2 separate regions of the Mus musculus genome follow, and region 1 is linked to region 2. Evidence: chromatin contacts called from public HiChIP or PLAC-seq data. All regions are on one chromosome and are shown on one strand. Each heading gives the region's core, a stretch centred on a gene start, on an enhancer-like site or on the middle of the called end of the contact. The rest is flanking DNA. Distances are from core to core; before and after follow the strand shown.

Region 1 (7,201 bases), core at 3,358-5,857, 700 kb after region 2:
AAAAGTCATTTTCATATATGTATATAATACACTCTGGTCACACCACACCACTGTCTCTCCACAATGCTCCTCAGAACTCCTTCCTTTCCCATCCTGTCTTTTGGTTTTGTTTTTTTGATGCCCTGAGTTTAACCACAGCTGCCACCAGGGGCATGGTGGTAAAGCTGTCCATTAGACTCAGGTAACTCACTGGTGGCTGACCACTAAAGACAATAACATCTACTCTCCAGAGACCCATCAACTACTAATATCAGTCAAAGGGCTGGTTGCTTATTCTTTTTTTTTTTTTTTTTTTTTTCTTCGAGACAGGGTTTCTCTGTGTAGCTCTGGCTGTCCTGGAACTCACTCTGTAGACCAGGCTGGCCTCGAACTCAGAAATCCACCTGCCTCTGCCTCCCAAGTGCTGGGATTAAAGGCGTGCGCCACCACGCCCGGCTTTTGGTTGCTTATTCTTATTACTTATTTGAGACAAGCTCCCACTATGTATACCTGGCTGGCCTGGAACTTGTTATGTAGGCCAAGCTATCCTGGAACTCCTAGAGATCCTTCTGCCTCTGGAGTGCTGAGTATCAGGTCATAAGGAAAACTCCCAGTTCCCCAGATTCCAGAAGGCAGGCCAGATACCCAGAAATAGGCTCAACCCGGAATGTATGTTGAGGGATTTCTGGTGGCTAGTTAAAAGCCAGCATTCCTCAGGAAGTTGTAAAACTGGTTCCCTACCAAAAAGAGTCATTTCCCTTACCTCTGGCAAAAGGGACATGGGCTGCCTATTGGACCTCTCAGGATATCAGTTCAAGCTGGCCTCCAGGCTCTCACCATCACAAGTATGCATTGCACAAGTCCACACGCACCCTAGCCTTTCCCACCTCCTCCTCCACCCTAAACTCCCTCCAGCTCTGGGCTTCCCTTCCCCAACTACTCATCCTTCTTAGGCCAGGCTATGCTCACTTCTCTCTGTCTCCTGCTAGTCTCCCCTCTCTCACAGATAGCCTTGGCCATGTTTGCTCTACTTCTTTCTCTTTTTGCTTTGGACTCTTCCCAATGCTTCTGGCTGCTTTCTCTCATATCTACAGTAAAGACTTTCCCCTTAACCATTCCATGGAGCTGTCGTGTCAGTTTATACACTGGGTTTAAAGGTGTGTGCTATATAACACTCTCCACCTCACCCCAACATAGATTTTGACAGGATCCATTCTAGTTTCTTCTGTTGCTGTGATAAACATCCTAGCCAAAAGCAACTTGGTGAGGAAATGGAATTATCTGGCTTATAGGTTACAGTCCATTATTGAGGGAACTAAAGGCAGAAATTGAAACAGAAGCCAAGGAATACCACTGCCTTACTCCCAGGCTCACATTCAGCTCCTTATACAGCAGCCCCACCTGTCCAGGTATGGTAGCTCCCATATATAGGGCTAGGCTCTCTGACCTCAATTAGCAATAGAGAAATGCCTGGGGCTGGAGAGAGATGTCTCTGAGGTTAGCATCACTGGCTGCTCTTCCCTACTAGGGTAGGGGTTTGATTCTTAGCACCTACATAGTGGCTAGCAACCATGAAGGTTCACAACTGTCTGTAATCTGTAACTCCAGTTTCAGAAGATCCAACACCACCTTCTGGCCTCCCAAGGACACCTGGCATGTATATGCTACACGTACAAGCATGCACGGGCAAAATACACACACATACACACACACACACACACACACACACAGAGAGAGAGAGAGAGAGAGAGAGAGAGAGAGAGAGATCCTGTCTAAATGTTTTAAAAATAATAATAAAGAAAATTCCCCCATAGATAAGTCTACAGGCCAATCCAATGGTGATAATTCCTCAAGTTTCCTCCTCCCAGGTATGTCAAGTTGGCAACCAAGATTAGCAATCACAAGGTCTCCTGGTTGGCTTGCAACTCCCAACCAAGAGTAGGCTGACCTTAGTCATGCTTCTGTCTGACTTTCATTTTGCTTCTGTCTCCCGTGTGCTGGGACTGCAAATCCACCCTACCTGGACATCAGTGTGAGTTAGAGGTCAGGATTAGTCACTGAGGAAAACCAGAAAAGATTCAAGTCTGTGCTATAGCTTGAAATGCAATGAGCCCTGAGGGAATAAATAGAAGGGAATTGAAGCTCAATAGAATAGTACTTTGCCTAGTGTGCACAAAGCTCTGGGTTTGACCAATTCCCAACACCATTGAAAAAATAGAATAGTCAGATTGGTGTATTGAAGCAGGCACAGTGGTACCCGTGGATGCTGGTAGTTCTAGCTACTGAAGGGCTGAGTCCACATGATTACATGAGCCTCAAATTTGAGACTGATCTGGGCAATACAGACAGACCTTGCCTCAAATTAATGGTGAGATGGCTCTGGAGAAGTTTAGTTAAGCATCCTTCAGCATGTCCTCTGACTGCCACACTTTCACCATGGCATGGGTTGTTGGCAGTTCCTCTACGCTCCACCCCACAGTTACCTGGCAATAGCCAGGTGTGCCTGACTCAATATAAAAGGGGCTGCTTGCCCCCTCCTCACTCTCTTGCTCTCTCTTCTTGCTCTTGTTCCCTTACCCTCTTCTTCCTCTCTCCCCATTCCACTCCCCCCTCTCCATGTGCTCATGGCTTGCCTCTACTCTTCTACTTTCTCTCTCTCTCTCTCTCTCTCTCTCTCTCTCTCTCTCTCTCTCTCTCTCTCTCTCTCTCTCTCCCCTTAAGCTCCCTCCCAATACCCTGAATAAACTCTGTTCTATACTATACCATCGCATGGTGTGGCTGGTACCTCAGGGGGAAGGGATGCCTCAGCATGGGCTGGCAGAGGTACTCCCCTCCACCCACACCTTACTGCGTCTCCACAAAACATATCTCTGGTCTCTTTCTTTTTATAAAACACAACATTATGTGTGTGTACACATACAAATAAATGTAATGAATTAATTAATTAATAAAATAAACTGAATAGTTATTTGTGTGTGGTAGTTAATATGGATTGTCAACTTGACAGGATCTAGCATCACCTAGGTATCCAATGGCTGGCCATGTCTGGAGGAAAGTTCTAGATTGGATTATTTGAGGTGGGAAAAGCCTACCTGACAATGAGGACCACCATTCACTCTCCCGAATAAAAAAGGAGAGTGAGGTGAGCACCAGCATTCGTCTCTCTCCTTGAGTTTGGATGGAAAGCGACCAGATGCCCCATGCTCCTCCTGTCATGACAGAACTGCCTTCTGTAAGCCTCTCTCATAAGTTGTTTTGTCAAGTATTTTGTGTGTGTGTGTTGGGGGGGGGGGGAGTAACTGATACATTGTATTTGTGAGAGGACAAATGGAAACATAGATTATGGCAAACATAATGTAACAAATAAAGGGCTGGTGAGATGCCTCAGCGGGTAAGAGCACCCAACTGTTCTTCCAAAGGTCCTGAGTTCAAATCCCAGCAACCACATGGTGGTTCACAACCATCCATAAGGAGATCTGACTCCCTCTTCTGGAGTGTCTGAAGACAGCTACAGTGTACTTACATATAATAAATAAATAAATCTTTAAAAACAAACAAACAAACAAATAAAGACACTTTCCCACAGCCAGGACTCATCTGTTAGAAAAGCCTTTTCCTTTTTCCTTTTTTTTTTTTTTTTTTTTTTTTTTTGTTTTTTTCGAGACAGGGTTTCTCTGTATAGCCCTGGCTGTCCTGGAACTCACTTTGTAAACCAGGCTGGCCTCAAACTCAGAAATCGGCCTGCCTCTGCCTCTGCCTCCCAAGTGCTGGGATTAAAGGCATGCGCCACCACGCCCGGCTCTTTCTTTTTCTAACGGGACTGGAAAGATGATAAGAGCTGGCTGCTCTTGTAGTGGATCTGGGTTCAGTTCCCAGCAGGCACATGACAGCACCTCTAGACACTCCAGTTTCAGGGGATCGTTGCTGTCTTGTAGCCTCTGCAGGCATGCTAGTCATATAGTGAATAAACACATGTAGGCAAAACACTCGCTATAAAGAAAGTAAGTAAATAAAGATGAAAAGCTGGGCATGGTGGCTCCACAGTACTAATCTTCATACTTGAGGGGTAGAGGCAATAGGATTACCAGGCCTTGGGGTGCAGGTTGTGCTACTGAATTCAAGGCTCGCTCCAGATTGTGACTCGGCTCTGTGTGTTTTGAGTGTAATTGATGAGGCTGATTTTTATCGTTTTAGTTCTTCACTGTGCTCCACCAGGGGGCAGATTGATCCACCATACTAACCTCCTAACCCGCTTCTTTTCAAAGGGAATTGGGATTCGTAGTCTTAAGTAATGCATTGTTGACAGAAAATCCTAGGACATTTATCATAAACTCAAAAGCCTTTGAATAGCGCCTCAGCTTTTTACCAATTTCCAGTTACCACCCCTATCTTCACCATTGGTAAAATTCTTTCCCTCTTCCCCTAATCTCTTTGAAATTCTTTCCAATTCGGTCAAAAGAGAGGAAAGACAGCTAGCCAAAGGCAATGGGAAGGGCTAGGGAAACTGGCCCTCCGAGGCTGGGGAGGCAGCGCCCGGACTGCTGGAGCTGGACAGGCCTCTCCACTGGCGAAGAGGGGTGGAGCCGAGAGCAGGGCCGCCTCTCTTCTTTTCCCGGGGCCTGGGCGGAGAGGGAGGAAAACTTCCTGGCTGGGACTCCGGCGGTTTCTGCCTGCCAACCCTCGGATCCCGCCTACCAGTGTTGGCTCTTCCCGACCCCTCCCCCGGCGCCCCCAGTGTCCGCCATGGCCAAAGCCTACGACCACCTCTTCAAGTTGCTGCTCATCGGGGACTCGGGGGTGGGCAAGACTTGTCTGATCATTCGCTTTGCAGAGGACAACTTCAACAGCACTTACATCTCTACCATCGGTGAGCCCACAGGCTGTATCCCAGACCCCAGACCCACCCCACCCCCGCCCACCCTCATACACCGGCTCCTGAAAGACTAAGGAACCTACTTTTTTGATCCCCTTAGAGAAAAACACTAATTTCCAGTCTGTCGACCCCTGCCCCAGACCCATCCTCCATAATGTCCCTGAATAACACTCAAAACCTCAAACCTTTTTGAGGTTTCCAGATAGTCCCAGTTGCTGCCACCCACTCCGTCTCTTGGTACTGTCTCCCTAGTCTCTCCAAATCCACACAGGTTATCGTCATTTCCATCTGCTTCCTTCTTTACCCCATCACTGCACCTAGACGCTCTAGATCCACTCTTCACAATTTCTCTTTTCCCTGCTTCCCAATTGTGTTGGCCTCTTACTGACCTACTGGCTTCAAACTTCCCGCAGGATCTGCCCCACCTTCAAATCATCTTTTTAGCCTCCCTACCCTCAGCAAGGTACTGCAGAGTGTGGCTGGGTGTGCTGTGGGAGTGAGGATGGTGGATGCCAGGGGACTTTGGGGTCTCTGAGTAAGCTTCTGCACCATCCTTCTCTCTGGAGCCTCCTAAGTGGCTGGGAGACTTCCAGTAAGAAGAATCTCCTTTCCCCCTCCCCTCCCCTCTTTATCTTTCTTCATCTCTTGACTGAGAATCTTATCTCCTCTAGTGACAAAAAGGAAACTTTCTCTCTCTCTCCCTCCCTCCCTCTCTTCCTCCCTCCCTCTCTTCCTCCCTCCCTCTCCTAATTCTCCAGAGGATTCTTAGAGAGCTTCTTCCCCCCCCCCCCCCCCCACTTCCAAGCTTAGCTCACTAGTTAATTCACATAGGCTCAATCAGCTGCCCTCTCATTCCTCTCTACCCTTAAGGGCTAGCAGGGCGGTGGAGGACCAGTAGTGTATTTTGGGGGAGGAGGGGGAAGAGGGATGGGAAGGTGAGGTAGAGATGGAAGGGAAAGTTGTCAGATGGCATGCTTTTAACCCAGCTGAAGAGTTTCATAGCTTTTCTCCAAAACGTCATGAAATCTGAGGAGACACAGTATGCTTACCATAGGAATAAAGCTGTGGAAAAGCTCTCCCTCCTGGCTACACATCCAGCAAGGTCACTACCTCGAGTACCTGAGTACCAGCAGTTACTGGTGCAGCCCCCACTCTCCCCCACCATACTTTCCACACATGCTTACCTGTCTTCACACCCTTCACCCCAGGAATTGATTTCAAGATCCGAACCGTGGACATAGAGGGGAAGAGGATCAAACTGCAAGTGTGGTGAGTGAGCTGCCCAGTCCCCAGCCAGATTGCCCTTTGACCCCAACCCTCCCCCACACACCCCTCCCCCTTCATTTCTTCTTCCTTACCTTTTCTCTCTTCAGTTTAGTTTGTGGTTTGGGGGTGTTTTGTTTTGTTTTGTTTTTTAGACAAAGTCTCATGCAGCCCAGGAGGGCCTGGAACTCAGCTGAGAAAGAAAGCCCTTTCTTTCGGTGTCCTGTGTCCTGGTGTTACAGGCATGTGGCACCATGTTAGTCTTTCTGTTTTGCTTTCTTTCCTTTACACCCCCCCCCCCCCAGTCCAGTACATCTCCTAATTTATCCATTTTGCTTAGTCAGCTATCAGCTGGCCTTGCATCTCTCTTCCTGGTGGCCCACTTTCAGTTTGTTTGTGTCTTTTCCTCACCCAGAGCATTCTCTGGACTTGAAAACAAATGTCTTTCGAGCTACGATGTAGAAACAGGTTCTAAGTGATTAAAAGACAAGTTGCAGAATTACAAATTTGACTTCCAGTCTATTGCTCTCAATAAATTTTAGAGAGCAACCTGGGTGTAAACGCTGACATGCTTTGAGACCCAGCACTCTAGAAACAGAGGCAAGTGATCTCTGGGAGTTTGAGGTCAGCCTGGTCTACAGGGTGTGTTCTAGAACAGCCAGGGCTATGTAGAGAGACCCTATTTGAAACACACACAATAATAAATGTAAAAGTTCTCTCCAGCACAGGTCACATACAGAGGTGTAGCCTGACTGTCTCAAGGAGGCTGGAGACACCACGGGCACTGAGGCACTATGAGGTTTTTCTGAAGCATTCTTGTGTGACAGATAAGCAGCAGCAGATAGGGTCTCAACCCTGGTGCTGCCACTTCCCTTCTGCATGACCTTCATTAGTTACCCAGCCTCCCTCCGCACATTTGCTGCATTTATAAAAACTGGGGACAGTGAGCCATGCCTCACAATGATACAGTGAGGGCCAGCTAGGATGACACACACATAAAGTGATACTTAAGACGGCACTTGGCATCTCTGAGTAAACAGGAGACATCCTGTTTCCCAGGCCTGGAACCTCTGAATAGCAACCCAA
Region 2 (6,689 bases), core at 1,882-4,381:
GGACAGACCTGTGCTCCGCTCTAGTTATGCCACTTATTACTGATTACTATTTATAGGCAAGTCTTAAAAACCTGTCTAATGCCTCAGTCTCAATTGTCTCAGAATGCTCTCAACTCATGGGTTGTGGTGTATAGACATGGTCGTGGGCTCAGGGGGTGGCACTGGGAGTTTCTTACACTTGGACATGTAACAGCAGTGGGAAGACACTAGGTAGAGTATGGCTCAGAGCAGTTGGAAAGATGCTTACAAGCTGGTAAAAACTTAGTAGCCACTTGGGGTGGGGGAGGGGAACAAGCCCTGAAGGACACATTTGTACATTCTGTGGGTAAACATTCCCACCACAAAAGACTTCAAGTTGCCATTGTGCCACTGGTGAACTGGAGTTCAGGCAACCTGTCACAGTGGGCTTTTAAAAACTAATATTGCTGGGTGTGGTGGCATACACCTTTGATCCCAGAACTTGGAAAGCAGAGTCGGGTTTATCTTTGTGAGTTTGAAGCTAGTTTGGTTTACATATCAAGACCCATGACAGCCAGGTCTACATAAAGAGACCCTGTCTCAAACCAACCAACCAGTACTGTGCAGCCCCACCCAGCACACTGGAGGGGCAAGGTTGCTATGTACGGTGATGTAGGAGGTCTGAGGGTTGGAGTGGGATAGGATCCATATATCGGCTCACAGGAGCTGGGGACCCTCATTTCTTTTATTTTACAGAGTAGGAAGCTGTGGATCGAAGTGCATCTTATTTATGCTGAATGACCATCCATGGCAGTCAGGACTGGCCCTCGGGTATGTATGTGCACCGGTGTGTGTTTACTGCTCACAGAGATCAGAAGAGGGCATCCAATCTCCTGGAATTAGAGTTATGATTGTTTGTGAACCACTGTATGCGTGTGCTCCAGCTTTAAGTACACCCCATCTACCTTTTCTCAGGACAAAGTTGCTGCACCCAGGGTGGGAGCATCAGTTTCAAGTTTAGACCACTCCCAGGTGAACCTCTGGGCTCTGGCTGTAGAGCAGCTCTATCCAGGATAGTGGCATACCTGCCCTATTTGGATCCTGCTGTGACCCAGGAAGGTTAGTGGAGGCAGAAGACAACCTATTGTGGTAGAGTGGGCAAAGAAACTTCCAGGCCTAGAAATTAATTTTCCGCAGCACAGAATCTATATCTGTCATGAAAGTCCAGTACTAGCAGCACATTTTTGCTTCTAACAATGTATTAGTATTAATTTATTTTCGATCATAAAACCTAATCATGTGATCTGGAGCCTTGAGTCAGACTGTTGACTCTGCGGATTGAAGAGGGAGGGAAATGAAGGAGGCAGGTGAGAAGAGGGACTGGGCAGGCTGACCATGTTGGAAAGTAAGGTAGGGACTTGGGGGCCTGTCTGATGATGGAAATGTGCCTGAGACACTAGGCTTGTACCAGGGCGTGTGCACATGAGTGCATGTGTGTGTGTGTGTATGTACACATTGCTCCATCATCATTGATAGCAATCTTGTGCAAGATTGATTGTCATTATCAGGTAGCTGAGGGTGTGGTTTATGGTGCAAGCAGTTTACTCTCAGTCTTCATAGCAGCTTGCAGAGGCGAGGACTGGTATGCAGAGGGCACTCAGCTCATTGGTGGGAACTCTACCATGCTCCCTGGCATGGCGATTTGATGCTTGCTATTCAGGGGGAAAGCTCTGGAAGCATGATGGGTGTGTGTGAGCAAGTGTGTGCTCATACCTGTACACGGGTGTGACCACACACATGCATCTGGATATGTGTACTTCCACACTTATCTAGGGGAGACACTAGACAGAGGCCTGAGGATGGTGGGGAGCTGGGAAGTGGATAGGAAGATGCTCCCTCTTAGAGCCCAGGTGTGCCTAGAGGAATTCATAGCACTCCCCCCCCCAATTGCTAAGGCTGTCCCAATTAAAAATGGAAATAAATTCATCTCTGGTCTTGTCCCCTTGGAGAGTCTTCTGCACACAGTGGGAGTCTAATAAATACTTTATGAGGAGGAGTCTGAACCAGGGAAGCCAGCAGCTGTTTCCAGCTCTGACTCTCAGAGACCCATGGGGCAGATCAGACATGGAGCCACTGGGATTTCCAGTCGTCCTCATCGACCCTGAGGTGACTCCAGACCCAGCTGTTCTGGAAGAGGCTGGATCCAGGTTACTAAAACATCCTGCTTTGGGGAAGTTGGCTCTTCCTTGACAGATTCTCTTTGGCCCTTTCCCATCCATCATGTGGATACTATTTATTGAACAGCCACTGTGTGTTGATCATCATGGGGGGGGGGGAGCATCTAGGCAGCGGAAGAAGAGTGGTGGACTCAGGCTGATCTCTGCTCAAATCCTAGTGCCTTTAATTACAAGCTGGGTGACAAGAGCCATATTTCTTATCTGCGTGTGAGTGGGCTTCTTTTCTTTCCTTTTTCCTTCTTTTATTTCTTTTTTTAGGATGATGACGTCACTTCATAGGGTTGATGTGAGGATTGGAAATAACAGAGGCTCCTGTACACAGCGCAGGTGCTCTGACAGTGGTAGGTAGGTGAGCTTCTCCCTGTCAGGAGTGGGTCCCTTCTGCTTCTGTCAGTTTATGCTCAATGCCTCCCGGTGTTAATTTTCTTTGTAAAATATGAGCACAGTCCCTATCCCCTTGGGCTTTTGGAAGATGTACCTGGAATCCAATGTGTAAAACAACCTGTACAGATACTGGCTATTAATCAACGTTTGTCCTCCGGTCCCGGTTTCCCCAGCATGGTGACAGCTTCCCCTTTAGGGTGCTCTCGATCCCTTCCTTTCATCGCCCCAGCGCCAACATTCAGCCGGGATTGCTGTGGGCATCAGTATCCTGACCGTACCTTTCAGAGGAAAGAAGGCAGGTGCTCAGCTTGCGGGTGGAGTGTGGAGGGGTTGGAGTGGTAGTGGTCTTGGAGCAAAAACTACAGTTCCCAGCCCTCGTTGCGCTGCCACCCGGCGAGGAGCGAAGGATGGCAGGCCCCTTCTTGGAGGCGGAGCCTGAGAGGGAGGCGGAGTTTGGAGGGGTTGGAGAGTTAAGCCAAGCCAATGAAACCGCTGGCTAATAAGTGGGCTTGGCTTGCCATATAACAGTGTCAGGAGGAGGAGAGCGAAGCTATTGAGCCAGCGAGGAGTGAAGCTGAGTCTGCTTCATACACTCCTAGAGGACCGCCTTCAGAATAGAGTTCTTTTCGCCCCTTCCTCCTTCCCCCGGCTCCTCTCCTGGCTTTTCTACCCGCCCAATACAATGCATACTCGAGTGGCAGCCCCAGAGAACTGAAGCAAACCAAAGAGAGAGGACTGGAGCCAAGACACTTCTGGTGGGGAATCTTGGATGCCTGGCTTTCTTTGAGGTCATCTTTGGAACGAGGGTGGCTTTGGGGTGGAGGGTCGTGCTGCAGGGAACTCAGCCAGGCCCCAAGATGGACACTTCTGGGCACTTCCATGACTCGGGGGTGGGGGACCTGGATGAAGACCCCAAGTGTCCCTGTCCATCTTCTGGGGACGAGCAACAGCAGCAGCAGCAACCGCCACCACCGCCAGCGCCACCAGCAGTCCCCCAGCAGCCTCCGGGACCCTTGCTGCAGCCTCAGCCTCCGCAGCCTCAGCAGCAACAGTCGCAGCAGCAGCAGCAGCAGCAGTCGCAGCAGCAGCAGCAGCAGGCTCCACTGCACCCCCTGCCTCAGCTTGCCCAACTCCAGAGCCAGCTTGTCCATCCTGGTCTGTTGCACTCTTCTCCCACGGCGTTCAGGGCCCCCACTTCAGCCAACTCTACCGCCATCCTCCACCCTTCCTCCAGGCAAGGCAGCCAGCTAAATCTCAATGACCACTTGCTTGGCCACTCTCCAAGTTCCACAGCCACAAGTGGGCCCGGTGGAGGCAGCCGGCACCGGCAGGCCAGCCCCCTGGTGCACCGGCGGGACAGCAATCCCTTCACGGAGATAGCTATGAGCTCCTGCAAATACAGCGGTGGGGTCATGAAGCCCCTCAGCCGCCTCAGCGCCTCTCGGAGAAACCTTATCGAGGCTGAGCCTGAGGGCCAACCCCTCCAGCTCTTCAGTCCCAGCAACCCCCCAGAGATTATCATCTCCTCCAGGGAGGATAACCATGCCCACCAGACTCTGCTCCATCACCCCAACGCTACCCACAACCACCAGCATGCCGGCACCACGGCCGGCAGCACCACCTTCCCCAAAGCCAACAAGCGGAAAAACCAAAACATTGGCTATAAGCTGGGACACAGGAGGGCCCTGTTTGAAAAGAGAAAGCGACTGAGTGACTATGCTCTGATTTTTGGGATGTTTGGAATTGTTGTTATGGTGATAGAGACCGAACTGTCTTGGGGTTTGTACTCAAAGGTAGGGACTGTGGTTTCTCTTTATACATTCAACAAAAGGAGTATGTAGACGAGAGAGAGAGAGAGAGAGAGAGAGAGAGAGAGAGAGAGAGAGAGATTGATTTTGAGAGATTTCCTAACTTCCCATGTTTTTCTTCCATGGTCCTGTGAGAATTCCTTTCTTGCTTCCCTTTGTGGGGACATCCCCACACACTGTGTCTAATGTGCAGACTCTGTGTTTGGGAGGATTAAAGAATCCCTTCTGAGAAATCGCTCTTTTCCTCCGGGCTCACGCGTACTAAAGCATAACCCAGCAGCTTAACGCACCAATTAATTACACTCTGCCTTGATGTGTTTGCCAGTTCCTGCTACTTCCCTCCTCGCCTCCCCTCCCTGCTCCACTCCATTCCCCCCCCCCCATAAAAAAGAAATAAATGTCTGGGTGGGGGTGGGGATCCTGTACCGTTCCCCAGCTCCCCCCCCCCTTCCCAAGTTTCTATTTCCCTTCTCTTCCCAGAGAGACTCCAGGGTAAAATGGAGATGTTCCCGAGTCTCTCCCAAGGGCACCGGGTTAAAAATATAGGTGGAGGAAATCAGCAGTCTCTTCCCTCAGGAAAGAGGACTCAGAATAAACCTGCCGCTGCCTTGTAAACATGCCCTGATAAAAATGGCTACAGGTGTTACCCAGGCAGAGCATGGGCACCGCCTTGCCATCACTCGGGGAACGGGGAGCGCCTCTCCTTAGGATGGGATGACAGGGCTTCCCCAGCGGGTCACCGCGGAGTCGGCACCCCAGCTTAGCCCTGGTTCTTCCCTCCCACCCTAACTCCTTCTCCTTGGGATAAATAAAGATGAGTGTACGTGTGTGTGCACGCTGGATGGAGAACGGCAGGCACAAGGCACTGTCTTGGGGGTGGGGTGGGGTGGGGGACGCTCCATTGCTCTATCCTTTCAGTTGGAGGAGAGAGCTTCCTTCCCAGAGGGGAAGGAGGTCGAGGAAGGTGGGTTTTTGTCAATGCTGCATTTGCCAGGAAGCTGCATGCCAGAAGGCTTGGAGGTGCAGGGAATTGTTGGGCAAACGGTTTCCCCTACTGTACCACTTGGTCCCAGTTTGCTGGTGTTTGCATGTGTATATGTGTACTCGTGTGAGTGCCTGCTTGTTCTGTGTATTTGTGTATTTGTTTGTCATTTTGGACAAGGGGTGGCTGGGCTGGCTGGCGGGTAGCTGGGAGGGGCTCAGCTGTTGGAGGTTTCAAATAGAGCCTGTTTCAGGCAGCGCACAGCTGCTGGAGACTGTCACATTCCTTGTAGAGATCTAGTCACAAAAACCTGGGAGGTGCTGATCAGATTTCCCCCATTCCCAGAGTCTCCCTTTAACCTGATGTGGGCAGTGCTCCTTGTCAGGCAACCTGCATGGACAGAGCCCAGACTTCCCAGCAGAGAGTCCTCCAGGGACCTGCTGCTTTGCAGGGACTGCCCAAGCCAGAGCACTTGGAAGCTGCCTCAGTCTAAATAGCTCCTGGATGAACAGACCTCTCCATGAGCAGAGTGGGGTTTCCCCTGGAAGCCCAGCTCACTTAGTCATTCCCTGTAATGAGAGCCTGGGAGGCTGCAGGTCCCTCTGTTCCCTGCCTTCTTAGAGCTGCCTCTCTTGCTGTGTGCTCTGCTTAGGAGATGGGCTGGCAACCCCCCCCTGGGAATTAGGAACACTTGTTAGGGGGAATCCGTGGAAGCCCACATCCCGGAGGTGTGGCATGGTGCTAGCATGTTCTTTTCAGTGGCCCCCATGGCGGCTGTTAAGGAAATGGCTTTTCTAGGAGTCAGTGGCTGTGTCCGGCTCTGAGTGTGGGATCCATGATCATTTGTCTGAATGTGTTTTGGGGGTAGGGTGTCACCGGGCAGGGACGACTATCTTCTCTGATGGAGAGAGGTTTTCCCGGGCCGGGAGGCTGTAAGTGTTGACTGGGTGATATCACCCAAGGTGTGTGCTTCCTCCACTCCTAAGTCGTTGATTCTCTGGTGGCGATGGTACTGAGGGACAGTGACCAGGAAGCTCCTGCGTGCCTCAGTCAGTGAGGTGACCACTTCCTGTGTACCTCGGGGATGGGATTGAAACAACAAAATGTTTATTTAGTGAGGCAAATGTCCCTATCTACCTCGGAGGCAAAGAGGGTCATATCAAAGAATAGGACCAAATCAGGAGTTACAGCTCTGTCACTGCTGGCTGTGTGATTCTTGGAAGTCAGGATACCCTGCAAGGCTGCTTCCAGCTTTCTGGTGGGGAGACTGAGTCAGATGAGGTCAAGGCCCACCAGAGCACCTGCTCATGTAAGAGGGGT

Evidence for each region. HiChIP or PLAC-seq counts read pairs in DNA pulled down with a chosen protein or histone mark.
Region 1: an HNF4G HiChIP or PLAC-seq map of pancreatic cancer cells shows a contact between it and region 2. The contact joins the promoter of Rab13 here to the promoter of Kcnn3 in region 2. A contact is called at or near these places in 1 of 39 promoter capture datasets (frontonasal cranial neural crest) and 1 of 115 datasets of contacts at active chromatin or transcription factors (pancreatic cancer cells).

The regions. Positions count from the first base shown.
Region 1 is chr3:90,216,177-90,223,377 of GRCm38.p6, forward strand. Rab13 (RAB13, member RAS oncogene family) reads left to right here and starts at 4,608. Exons shown (of 8, transcript NM_026677.4): 1 at 4,608-4,846; 2 at 6,061-6,121. The coding sequence starts at 4,723.
Region 2 is chr3:89,517,033-89,523,721 of GRCm38.p6, forward strand. It overlaps Kcnn3 (potassium intermediate/small conductance calcium-activated channel, subfamily N, member 3), which reads left to right and starts at 3,132. Exons shown (of 8, transcript NM_080466.2): 1 at 3,132-4,372. The coding sequence starts at 3,437.